Regions from separate parts of the Sus scrofa genome. Here all the other regions are linked to region 1. Evidence: chromatin contacts called from public Hi-C and HiChIP or PLAC-seq data. All regions are on one chromosome and are shown on one strand. The core of a region is the stretch at or near the end of the contact, and the rest is flanking DNA. Distances in the headings are between cores, read along the strand shown.

What was found. A called contact is a pair of places that touch in the nucleus more often than the background predicts. HiChIP or PLAC-seq counts read pairs in DNA pulled down with a chosen protein or histone mark.
Region 2: an H3K27ac HiChIP or PLAC-seq map of alveolar macrophages shows a contact between it and region 1. The contact joins two enhancer-like sites. A contact is called at or near these places in 1 of 47 Hi-C or Micro-C datasets (epiblast stem cells) and 1 of 2 datasets of contacts at active chromatin or transcription factors (alveolar macrophages).
Region 3: a contact with region 1 is called in an H3K27ac HiChIP or PLAC-seq map of alveolar macrophages. The contact joins two enhancer-like sites. A contact is called at or near these places in 1 of 47 Hi-C or Micro-C datasets (embryonic fibroblasts) and 1 of 2 datasets of contacts at active chromatin or transcription factors (alveolar macrophages).
Region 4: a contact with region 1 is called in a Hi-C map of embryonic fibroblasts, with 1.9 times the contacts expected there. The contact joins two enhancer-like sites. A contact is called at or near these places in 3 of 47 Hi-C or Micro-C datasets (embryonic fibroblasts, retroperitoneal adipose tissue and subcutaneous adipose tissue) and 1 of 2 datasets of contacts at active chromatin or transcription factors (alveolar macrophages).

The regions. Positions count from the first base shown.
Region 1 is chr13:198,468,543-198,471,531 of Sscrofa11.1, forward strand. The region is part of intron 2 of RUNX1 (runt related transcription factor 1); the gene reads right to left. Among named protein-coding and RNA genes, the nearest start is that of RUNX1, 170 kb to the right of the region's middle. Within about 2 kb of position 1,604, at least 71 of the 83 cell types and tissues checked have an H3K27ac peak or open chromatin away from gene starts, as enhancers often do. A contact at or near this core is called in alveolar macrophages, embryonic fibroblasts and retroperitoneal adipose tissue, where this site is marked.
Region 2 is chr13:198,687,740-198,690,728 of Sscrofa11.1, forward strand. No RefSeq gene overlaps it. Among named protein-coding and RNA genes, the nearest start is that of RUNX1, 54 kb to the left of the region's middle. Within about 2 kb of position 1,447, at least 8 of the 83 cell types and tissues checked have an H3K27ac peak or open chromatin away from gene starts, as enhancers often do. A contact at or near this core is called in alveolar macrophages, where this site is marked.
Region 3 is chr13:198,273,611-198,276,599 of Sscrofa11.1, forward strand. The region is part of intron 1 of CLIC6 (chloride intracellular channel protein 6); the gene reads left to right. Among named protein-coding and RNA genes, the nearest start is that of CLIC6, 24 kb to the left of the region's middle. Within about 2 kb of position 1,466, at least 1 of the 83 cell types and tissues checked has an H3K27ac peak or open chromatin away from gene starts, as enhancers often do. A contact at or near this core is called in alveolar macrophages, where this site is marked.
Region 4 is chr13:198,662,752-198,665,740 of Sscrofa11.1, forward strand. No RefSeq gene overlaps it. Among named protein-coding and RNA genes, the nearest start is that of RUNX1, 29 kb to the left of the region's middle. Within about 2 kb of position 1,575, at least 6 of the 83 cell types and tissues checked have an H3K27ac peak or open chromatin away from gene starts, as enhancers often do. A contact at or near this core is called in embryonic fibroblasts and retroperitoneal adipose tissue, where this site is marked.

The DNA.
Region 1 (2,989 bases), core at 354-2,853:
GGGGAGGGGGAGAGACTAAGTTACTAACAGTCCAGGATGGGGAAAGTTCTAGTTCTGCCGATTGGCCTCAGACCCCGGCAGGGCTCTTAACAGCCGACCGCTTAGTGCTTTAAAAAGTGGGCGACCAGAATCCAAAGTCAAGTGCCAAAGGAAGACTGTCTTCTGAGTCTTGGCTGTGCGAGTTTCCAGTTCAGTCTTTGGCTGTTACAAAAGTTCCTGGAGGCAAAATTCCCATACACTTCCTAAAATATTTATGCGGAGTGCACAAGAACCAGCAAACACATAATTTGTAAGTTCCAGTGGTTAATTGCCTGTCAGTTTTTTTTTCTTTTTCCAGATAAGTTTTGTCTAAAGTCAAACAACACAAAATACACAAGTGTCTTCCAAATACAGAGACACTTTTTATCATGCAAAACTAGCTTCCGTCCTCAAAGGCGAGAGCTGAGACTTCCAAAGGTCTTGCTTCTAATGTATGTGCACACATATATATAAATATATACATATGCTCTACTTCATAAAATATTTACAATACAATCTGTAGAGAATTTAAACACAACAGAAATCCATTAATGTTCGCTGCAGGGTTTTTGTTGTTTTTTAAGTAGCCTTGAAAATCAACTTCAGTAGTTGCAGAAGGGCTGTGCTAGAAGTACTTGTCATGTTCTCTCAATAAATTCTGGCAAAATGTTCAGTTCAGAAAATTATGCTTTTCAAAGAAAAGCTAATCTTAAAAAAAAAAAAAAATTCCAAGTCGATGACACTCAGGGTTCAGCTCTCCACATCTGAGAACTCGGGTTTGGGGATGTTGGTTAAGTTTGTGGCTGATCCTGTGGTTTGGTGGGAGTCGAGCAGAGGCCGAGTCACACGCACGCAGGCACGCACTCTTCGGAAGCCAGCCGCTGTCTACATCGACTCGTTGAGTCAGCCCCGACTTGGGCTGTAGCGAGGCAATCTTCCTCCAACGTAGCCCCAGCGCGGGCCAGTTAACTGCCTGGACGCGCTAATACCCACGATCACCGCGTAACCGCAGCAGGTGGAGAGGGCCCTGAGAGGAGGCTCCGCAGCGCAGATCGAAACAGACGGGGCGGCTCGAGTTACACAAGCACGCACACACTGCCACGCATTCCCAACTTCATCACTCGCCTCGAAGCACAGCGCACTTTCTCCAGCGGTTGTCAAAGAAAACAACCGGGGAAAAGTTCACAGCCAGGAAAGAAGTTGAACCATCCAGCCAAGAAACCAGTTCATTCAAAAGTAAGAAAGAAAGAAAGAAAGGGGGGAAAAAAATCGAAGCTCCAACGCGGGTCAAAAAGAAACAGCAAAGATTGATTTTCTTCTGGCGTCCCCAGGAGCCCCAAGAAGAGATGCCTGCCGGCGCAGGGCCGGGCAGCGTGGTGCCCTGGCTGGGTCCGGCCGCAGGGCGCCCGTCCCGCCTGCGCCCGCTGGCTCTATGAATGAGAGTGCCTGGAAATGAACGTGCTTTTACTGTAAGCCCGGCCCGAGGAATTCCATTCCCTCAGCTCGTTTGCATAGGGGCGGCCGCGGGCCAATCACAGGCCTTTCCGGTATCAGCCAGGGCGCGGCTCACGGCCGCGGGCTCCTGGAATTGGCCCGCGCGCCCCCGCTGCCGCCGCCGCGCGCTACTGTACGCAGCCAGGGTGGAGAGTCCACCGCCCCTCGCTCCCCGCGCGTATCTGCATCCACGCACACACACGCACACGCTCCCACGCTCGCCCGAGGCCCCGCCCCGGTGCGGACGGCGACCCTGCGGCTTTGCACACGCTCAGGGTTGCGCAGCTGCCAGATCTAGGGCTGTAGTGCGCGGCGGCGGCACTGGCGGCTGCGGTTCGGAGAGCGAGGTCGTGGAGAAAAGGAGGCCGGCCAGCCTAGGGAGGAATCGGGCCGCGCGCAGCGCCTGGAGCGACCCGGGCCGCAGATCTGCCGGAGGGAGGCGCTCCGCGAGCCATGGAGGGTGCGGGGCAGCGGCCGTCGCAAGCCTCCCAAAACCAGGCCGGAGCGCCCGGACGGCCCACGCCCTGCGCGGCAGCCCACTGCTGAGCCTTTACTTCCCCAACGTGGGTGGGATTCGGCCCCGAGGGGGCCAGGGAGCCGGAGGGCGGAAAGCCCAGCGGCCCAGCTCGGCGTGCCCCCACGGCCTGACTGGCAACTGCGGCGAATTGGAGCTGATTCATTTAGTGAGGCCAGGCGGTGTTGGTCTCCACAACATGGTTTTTGTGTTTTTTGAGTTTTATCTCTTGGTTTATTTGCTATAATTGGGCGTTTTTCGCCGCGGCTGGGCTGCGGCTTAATTACCCATTGCGCCGCACTCAGGCTGAGTGTGCTTAGCGGTCAGAAAAGACCCCCCAAAACAAGCAACCGAAAAGAAAGTTGAAAGCATCCGCTTGGCTCGCTCCCCGTTAACGGAGCGTCTGCTCCTTGGCTAGGCCCACGTCGCCCGCGCCCCGCACCCACCTCCCTCTCCCCGGAAACAGCCCCGGCTCCGCTCCCCGCCTCCGCCCGCGAGCTGCAGCGGGTGCTGAACCCACCCTGGCTTTGCGCGCTGGCGGGAACTTCCCCCGCTCCCGTCCCCCCGGCGCCACGGGCATTTTCGCAGAGCTTAGGGGGCCCCGCCCCCGCCCAGCCGCCGGGCTGCACCTTCCCCACAGAGCCCACCCCATCTCTCCCCCCGGGGGAGGGCGCTCACCCGCTCCCCCCTAGCACCGAGCCCTCCACGTCGACGTCCCTAGGCGGGGGTCCCTCCCTCCCTCCGCCTCTATCCCCTTGCCGGCCCGCGGCTGGGGTACTAGGGCGACGCCGCTGAGGACTCTCCTCGGGCTCCGCCGCTGGGGCCTGCAGGAGACCGGCGGCTGTAGCGGGCCATCCGAGGAGGCCTTTCCGGGCGCCGAAGTGACTTTCTTTGCTCCAGGCCCAGAGAGGCCGGGAGGGCTTCGCAGAGCGGCCTGGAGGCTCTGCGGGCTGCGGGCTCGGG
Region 2 (2,989 bases), core at 197-2,696, 220 kb after region 1:
CTCTCTTTTGTTCCCTTAATGGAATGGAAATTGCTACTTCTCTCCAGGCTTCAGATACCCTCCCTCTTGGAGGACTCAATCTTTCTTAATTCTCCAAGAAATAGAGATTATAGGTTGATCTATTTTCAGGGCCCTGAAATTTCCATTGAGAAGTTGACATCCCTTTCTTGCAGTTAATGTCCTCACATAGCCTTCAACTCCTACCCCTATCTGCTTCCTCCAGGGTCTTCCCTTATCAATCACCTCCTCGCTATCTTTAATTTCTAGAGACTTCTGTTCTACTTTCTCTTTCCTCTAAACATACAGTTATGCTTAAGTATTCCCCCATGTATAAACAGACAGACATTTTTAAATAAGAACAAAGCACAAAATTCATCTTTGATCTTAAGTCTTCCTAGAGTGTCCATCTTTTATTTTACTCCCATAACAGGGAAACTTTGGGAAATAATGGCCTCGGTTGCTTCATCTTATAGGCCTCTTATGCACCTTGTTTCTGTCCTACCACTCTACCAAAAGCATCCCTAAATCACTAGGGATTTGCTATCAGCATGCATGACCAGTTCATATAATTCAAGCTCCATACGGACTTTAAATTGAAAATTCTTTCCAGCCCAGATTGCTAGGATAGTTGCCTCCAGGCTCTCCCTATATTCCTGTCTATTTTTTCTCACTCTCCTCTGCAGTTTCCTTATTCTCTGCTTTCCCTGAAAGTATTAGCATTTCCCAGTCCATAGCCCCTATTAGCATCCTTCAGAACCTGCATCTCCGCTCTTATCCTTGGAGCCTCCACTCTTATCGGGGCTCTGAACTTGAGCCCTGAACACTATAGACATGTAGCATCCTGAGACATAATTTAGTTCTTTGCATACTTTCTTTCTCTGGCCTGTGAGCTGCTGGTAGTGGCTTTTTACACAGAAGACAGTAAATCCTTGTTTAGTTGAACTGAACTGAGTTGTTATCCTTCCTCTCTGTTTGTTTATACCATGTACCAGCTGCTGTTACAGAAGGTTTATCCTCTCCTTGTTCTTTCCCTTGACTCTCGTTTTAGGCCTTAGCGTGTTTTTCAAGCCTCTTCAAAGCACAAGGCTTCCTGACGCTATTTCTTACATTCGTTTATATTCATCTTTCTTCCTTTTTTTTTGTACAAGTGTTTTTACATCTGACTTTACAAAGAATTTCCTGCTTGGCCACCTCTTTAGCTACTTCCCCATTTTCTTCCCAGGCAGGATCATGCTATTAACGAGAGCTCTTGTTCCTTTTGGAGCAACCTGCTAATTCAAGTCTTAGAACCCCACTGGTCTTTTTCTCAGCTTTTAGAACTCTGTCTTCTCAAAGCCAGGCCATCCATCTGACAAGACCCAGCTCCCCCCATCACTGGCTGTCTCTGCAGTAACCTGCTTTTCTCCCCTCAGGGCCCCGGCCACTTCCTTGTTGGTTAGAATAGATCCAGAGAAGCGGTTCTTCATCGCTTCCTCTTTTGGCAAGTCAATTTCTAGCAGATGTCCCTATGGCTCCCCCCACCCCGCCCCTTCCTCCGCCATCACCCAGCTCCTCTCGCTGCATCTGTGTCTGCATTCGATCCGTGCCTGCAAAACATCATCACTTCCGCCTTCGGGATGGGTGGTCTCACTTCTGCCTCTTTCTTTTAATCTTCGGCCAGACTCTCTCCCGCACAATCCCATCATCCCAGTCACATATTTCACCCCAGGTGTACATGAGACATTTCCTAGACTGCGGTGTCCTCAGCCAGCTGCTTCTTTACCTTCTGGTGATGGCAAGGAGTGGTGCTTGTCTTCCCATGTTAAAATCCATTCTATGGCTTTATTTGTTAATTATATTTTATGCCTACCAATTTGGTATGTGGGACATAAGCACTAATTCTAAGTTTCCAGCAAGTTATTCTTGACTGAATTACTTGACACCACCTGGGAGTATTATTTTCTTTGTTTCCACATAAATTTCCCTGGTATTTATTTAATTTTACTCTTTTTGCAAAACAAAGCCTTGATTATTCTTCTTATTATTTTATAAATTTTCACTTTTAAAATTTTAATTTTCTTTTTCCTTTTTTTTTTTTTTTTTTTGGCTTTTTGCCTTTTCTAGGGCCGCACCCACAGCATATGGAGGTTCTCAGGCTAGGGGTCATCGGAGCTGTAGCCGCCGGCCTAAGCCAAAGCCACAGCAATGCAGGATACGAGCCACGTCTGCAACCTACACCACAGCTCACGGCAACACCAGATCCTTAACGCAATGAGCGAGGCCAGGGATCAAATCCACAACCTCATGGTCCCAGTCGGATTCGTTAACCACTGAGCCACGACGGGAACTCCTAAAGTTTTAATTTTCTATTGTTTTTTATGGAACAAAGTTTTTTCTTATTACTTGAACTCTTTTGGATTATCTTCATAAGACATAATTTCTAGCCACGAATTCATATTTCAGTATAATAATTTATAATGTAGAAAACCAAATCTCTGACAATAATTGGAGTTGTATTTTTCTAGCGGCAGCAGCAGTAGTAGAAGTTACCATTCATTCAACAAGCATTTATGAAGCACCTACGATGTGCCAAGCAGCATGCCAAATAAGGAGGAAAAAATTGTGAGACCTTCTCCAAGTTTCCCTGGCCCCTTGGACCCTGCTGTCTAGTGAGGGATACAAATATTAATCCAATATTCACCCAAACACAAACAAAAATTGGCTCTATGTACAGCCATGGCAGAGACTACTGGTCATCCACCAGCATCCAGTCTCTCTCTTGGCCTTCAATGGTAGAGTTAGCTGGAATCGTGGCTGCCCAGGCAGAGACTACATCCTCTCTTTCTGAGAGAGACAGAGAGAGAGAGACAGAGAGAGAGAGAGAAATAGTCTTTTATTTATTTATTTATTGGTTGCACTCAGGCAGGTGTAAGTTCCCAGGCCAGGGATCGAACCTGAACCACAGTGATGACCCAAGGCACTGCAGTGACAATGCCAGATCCTTGATCTG
Region 3 (2,989 bases), core at 216-2,715, 200 kb before region 1:
ACCGCTGGGCCACGACGGGAACTCTTGCCATCTTTCAATATTAAAAGGAAAGCATTCTAAAATCCACACTGGTCATAAGAATTCCCTCAATAAGCTTTAAGATATTTCTGATTAACTGACTAGTTTCCACTTGAACAAAAAATGTAAAATTCCCAGTCCCCTCCCTTCCTCACCTCAATACATAGAACTTTCTTCAGTTGGTCACTGAAACCGACATGAGTGTCTTTAAAGCACTAGACTTTCTTCCTTGTAAAAAGACAGTTCCAGACCTTTGGTCTTCCTTTTTTTTTTTTTTTTTTAGCCACACCAGCAGCATATGGAGGTTCCCAGGCTAGGGGTCAGATCAGAGCTCTAACTGCTGGCCTACACCAGAGCCACAGCAGCGCGGAATCCAAGCCTCATTTGCACCCTACGCCACGGCTCATAGCAATACCAGATCCTTAACCCACTGAGCAAGGCCAGGGATCAAACCTGCGTCCTCATGCATACTAGTTGAGTTCATTAACCACTGAGCCATGACAGGAACTCCTGGTCTTCTTAAACATAAACATTACAAAGAAAAAGAGAAAGCAGGTGCCTTTTTTATTTTTTAAGCAAACTACAATTTCCAAAGAATTATGCAAATGAGCTAGAGAATTCTCAACAAATTGAGAAAGCTGAATCTGAACATTTTAGAGGTAATCAGAATTTCCATGGCTACTCTCCCACCCACCACGCTTCCTCCTCCCTTCTTTCCTCAGGTTTTTTTTTGGGGGGAGGGGTGTTTTCAGGGCTGCGCCTGCGGCATGTGGAAGTTCCCAGGTTAGGGGTCGAAATCTGAGCCATAGCTGCTGGGTTGTACCACAGCCACAGCAACGTGGCATCCGAGCCAGGTCTTCAACCTACACCACAGCTCATGGCAACACTGGCTCCTTAACCCACTTAGAGAGGCCAAGGGTCAAACCTGTGACCTCATGGATACAAGTCAGGTTTGTTTCCACTGAGCCAGGATGGAAACTACCTCCTCATGGTTTTTTAAATGAGACTCCAGAGATAATTTATACGTCTCCAACTGTTATTTTCCTATCATAAGCAAAGTATGCACAAGTCAGCTGCTGATCTCAAATCGAGATGCATTAGTAAAGGCATTACTGTTCAGGTCCAAAGTTGTGTTTGGTTCAGACCACTGCAGTGCCCAGGACAGGAAGACGATGCCCTCTTGGGGTAATTTTCCTGTGGGGTCTGAAGGGGCCAGGGTATGGAGAGAGACCAAGACATTCTAGTCTTTCCAGGACTTTCCTAGTTTTAAAACGGATAATTCTGGGTAGTAGGAAACCCGAGTCTCCGGCAAATTGCGAAGGTTTAGCCTCTAAAGGGCCTAAAAACGAATCTGTGACATTTTCCACCAAACTCTAAAGAGGGATGGGTGTGTTTGAAGGAAAGGTGCTACGTCGGGAGAGTGCATCGCAAGACCACGAGGGGGCGCCAACAACCTCTTGAAGACGGTGTACAGTCTGACGCTGTTAAAGCCCTTCTGAGAAGGCAGGTTCTAAAAACTACCTTGAGGAACCAAGATCACCAAGATTAAAAAGAACAAAATGTCGGAGTTCCTGTTGTGGTGCAGCGGAAACGAACCCGACGAGGAACCATGAGGTAGAGGTTTGATCCCTGGCCTCGCTCAGTGGGTTAAGGATCTAACGTTGCCGTGAGCTGTGGTGTAGGTGGCAGAGGTGTTTCGGATCTGGTGTTGCTGTGGCTGTGGTGTAGGCTGGCAGCTGTAGCTCCGATTAGACCCCTAGCCTGGGAACCTTCACATGCCACGGGTGTGGCCCTAAAAAGCCCCCCCCACCCAAAAAGAGCAAAATGTCATGGGTAGACCCCTCATCCTCTTGGGAGCGTGATCTGTGACTGTGCCTTGTTACATTTTTGACCAGATGGATCCTCAATCTTACCTAATTGAAAAAAATGGGGTGAAAAATACAGCCTCCTGAGTCAAGAGGAAAGCTATGTTTGGGGCTTGTCTGCCAGACTCTGTGGCCTCATAGCTGACGTGGAAGAGCCAGCAGGCCCTCCTATAATTCAGGTCAGAAGTGTGGGTATAGTTCACAAGTCCGCAAAGAGGAGCTTGGCTTTTGGGGGGCTCGACACAGAGCTTCTTCAGATGACCACCTTGCAAATCCTTGGCAAACGAGGAGAGGCTCCTGCAGGAAGTTTCTGGGAATAGGCTAAGTGCTGCCTGCTTCAGGGTTCACCTGATCGATGTGGGCTTGATTCACTGAACCATCTTAGGACAAGGTTTAGGATTTCCATATGGGAGTCAGCAGCTGGACTAGTTTCCTGTTGCTGCTGTAACAAATGACCACAACCTTGGTGGCTTAACGCAAATGTATTATTTTACAGGTCTCTTGGTCAGAAGTGTGACACAGGCCTCTCTGGGCTAAAACTGAGGCACGTGTTGGGCCTCCATTTCTTTTTGGAGGCTCCAGGGGAGAATCCGTGCCATTGGCTTTTCCAGTTTCTACAGGACACCTGCATTCCTTGGTTCAGAATCTTCCCCCACCTTCGAAACCAGCAATATGCATCTCTGACCATTTTTCTCTAGTCCAGTCTTCCCCGATCAAGCTGGAAAAGGGTCTCGCTATAAAGGATGCATGTGATCAGACAGGGCCCACTGAACCACCCCCATCTCAAAGCCACGGCCTTGACCACCTGTGCAGAGCTCTTTGTTGCCATAGGTAGCATATCCGTAGGTTCTGAGAGCTGGGATGTGGACGTCCTTGGGGGACCATTATTCTGCCTACTGTACCAGCAAATGGTCTTGGAGCTTGTTCTTCCACGTTCTGTCGTTCTCACCCCAGACCACAGCTAGAATGAGTTGTGGTCGAGCATCGATCCACTAGTTATTTTGCTGGCTGCTCTGAGATGGCCCCACTGGTTCTTAACTAACCCCGTCTCAGACTGCAATGGGAAGGGCAAGTCCAAAAACATCTTTTTTCTACCGAAGGCAATG
Region 4 (2,989 bases), core at 325-2,824, 190 kb after region 1:
ATAAGTTCCTGTGTGTTTTTCTATCTAAATGGGGCTCATATCATGCATACTGCTTAATAACCCTTTCAACTTCATGACATAACCCAAATGTCCCCCACATTATTAAACACTCCTCCTATGAAGAATTATTTTTAGTGGTTATGTAATAGTCCATCATGGTTGGTAAGGAATCCATTTAGAAAAAAATGGGAGATGATAAAGAGAAAAAATATTGGTGTTTACTGCTTTTCATATTATAACCCTTTTACTCCTCACCACTGCCTTATAAGCTAGATGTTATTATCTCCATTTCACAGATAAAGAAATTGAGATACTGACAGTTTAAATAATTAGCTACAAGTCACACATTAGGGCGAAGCTGGAATTTGGACTGAGGTCTGCTTAAAGTCAAAGTTTATATGAAAATCACTCTGTGGAGTTCCCTTCGTGGCTCAACGTTTAAGGAACCTGACTAGGATCCATGAGGATGTGGGTTGGATCCCCGGCCTTGCTCAGTGGGTTAAGGATCTGGCATTGCTGTGAGCTATGGTGTAGGTTGTAGATGCAGCTCAGATCCTGCACTGCTGTGCCTACGGCATAGGCCAGCAGCCATAGCTTTGATTTGACCCCTAGCTTGGGAATTTCCATAAGTCACAGATGTGTCCTTAAAAGAAAAAAAAAAAAAGAGAAAGCTTTGAAAAAAAAAAAAAACCCTTTGCAATGACAGTGATACATAATTTATTATTTTATTCTGTAGAAAGACCCCTGGGTGAGCACAGCATTTAGAGCCTTGGAAATGTTTGAGGTGCAGTGTTTCTCTGTTATTGGGAAAAGGCTGTCAAGGGGGTTGGTGGAGATATGGACAAATAATGACCAGGAACAACCTCTGGGTCAAAGAATTGTCCTTTCAGAGGTTATTTCCTGGTTAGTGGGGATGCTTTGGGTCACAGGTAGTCATATTTGCACATGAGGAACATCGAGGAAAGAAGGATGTATGCTCATGAAGAAAAAAACCAGGGGTGGGCAGTAGATTGGTTTCCAGCTTAAGAAAGTAGCATTTGGGATAATCCCTGAGCCATGTGTCTGTTGGACTGCGTACATACCCTCTAAGGGAGAATTCAGGACAATTACAGAAAAAGAAAATTATGTTCCTAAAAGTTCTCAGAAGCGATTTCTTAAAGTGATTTCCCAGTGTAGAATTGTTTGGCCTCCTCACTCGCCCCCACCCGGCCAGGCTTAGTCAGCTAGTTTCTCACTGACGTCTGCAGTTCTAGGAGCTTAGTCCCCCAGGGGAGTGGAAAAGATTCCTGGCACGTACATTAGATCAGAAAAAAAAAAAAAAATTGATGATGAGTAAGAATAGTCTATTACCTCCTTCGTCTTGACTATACAATTTCCCCTCAAAGGGAAGGCCATCCGTGGTGAGAGTTTCCTGTGATTGCTCTAACAAAGCACCACAGATGGATGGAGGGGCTCAAGATGACAGAAATGCAATCTCCTCCCACTTCTGGAAGCCAGGAGTCTGCAGTCAAGGCGTTTCAGGGCCATATTCCCTCTTATGGCTCTAGGGGAGGGTCCTTCCTGCCTCCTTCAGCCTCTGGCAGCTCAAGGTGTCCTTGGCTCATGGTGGTACCACTCTAGTCTATGCCTCCATCATCCACGGCCTTCTCCTCATCTGGGTCGTTTCCTTTTCCAGCTCTTTTCAGGACACTTGTCATTGGATTTAGGACCTACCTGGATAATCCAGGACGATCTCATCTTGAGACCCTTAACTTCATTTCATCTGCAAAGATCCTTTTTCCCAATAAGGTCACACCCACAGATTCTGGGGGTTAGCTCATGCCTGTATATTTTTGGGGGGCTATTCATTGACCCTGCTCCAGTGCTGAGGCTTAATGCTGTTGTATGCCAAGAAAGAGCTACTGCACTCTCCTCGATTGTTTCGTTTCTGTTTTTTGTCTGTTTGTTTGTTTTTGGACTTACCTCTGGCATGTGGAAGTTCCTGGGCCAGGGATCGAACCCCCATCACAGCAGTGACAAGCCAGATCCTTAACCTGCTGAGCCACCAGGGAACTCCAAGAGCCCTTCAGGTTTATATCTTGGGTAGGGCCTTCTTCCCTGGACAAAGCTCTGGGAAGGAAGGAGGAGCTCAGAGCTGAAGGACAGTTTTGGTTCCCCAGGCACACAGGTATCTGGTGTCTCTGAGCTCCCGAGTTCTAGATTCAGCACAATGATGTCTGTGGGCCCCAGAGGCACATGGACACCACTGAGGAAGAGGAAGCCAGGCCTGATGGGACCTCCCACCTGTGTGACTGTGGAGACATAGAGCCAGGTGGGGTTCTGGCCACCTCAGCAGATGCAAACCAGGAGAGAGAAGATTATCAAAGACCCAGGCCCCACTTTCCCACCCTGTGTGGGCCCAGCATAGCCTGGAGAGGGACTCTGGACAAGAAAGCACTACTGAATTGGACTGAATTAGAGGAGATGAGCATTCTGACCCAGTGATCAAATGGAGAGGCAAAGTACAAATGGAAGATGTACTTTTTGTGCTGTAGTAAACAGAGTTCTTTAGAAAAACAGAAGAAAGATTTATTTTAAGAAATTAGCTTATGTGACTGTGAACCTACCATGTCTGGACTCTATAGGGCAGGCTGGGAGACTGGAAATTCAGGTGAGCATGGAGGTTGCTGTCTCGAGTCCTAATTCCACAGGACAGCAGCCTGAAAACTCAGGCAAGGTTTCCATGCTTAGTTTAGTGTTTTTGCTTTTTTTTTAAATTCACTTTAGGGCTGCACCTGCAGCACATGGAAGTTCCCAGGCTAAGGGCTGAGTTGGAGCTGTAGCCACCGGCCTATGCCACAGCCATAGCAATGCAGGATCTGAGCCACGTCCGTGACCTACACAGCAACTCAGGGATTCTTAACCCACTGAGCGAGGCCAGGGATTGAATCCGAGTCCTCATGGATACTAGTCAGGTTCATTACTGCTGAACCACAATGGGAACTTCCTC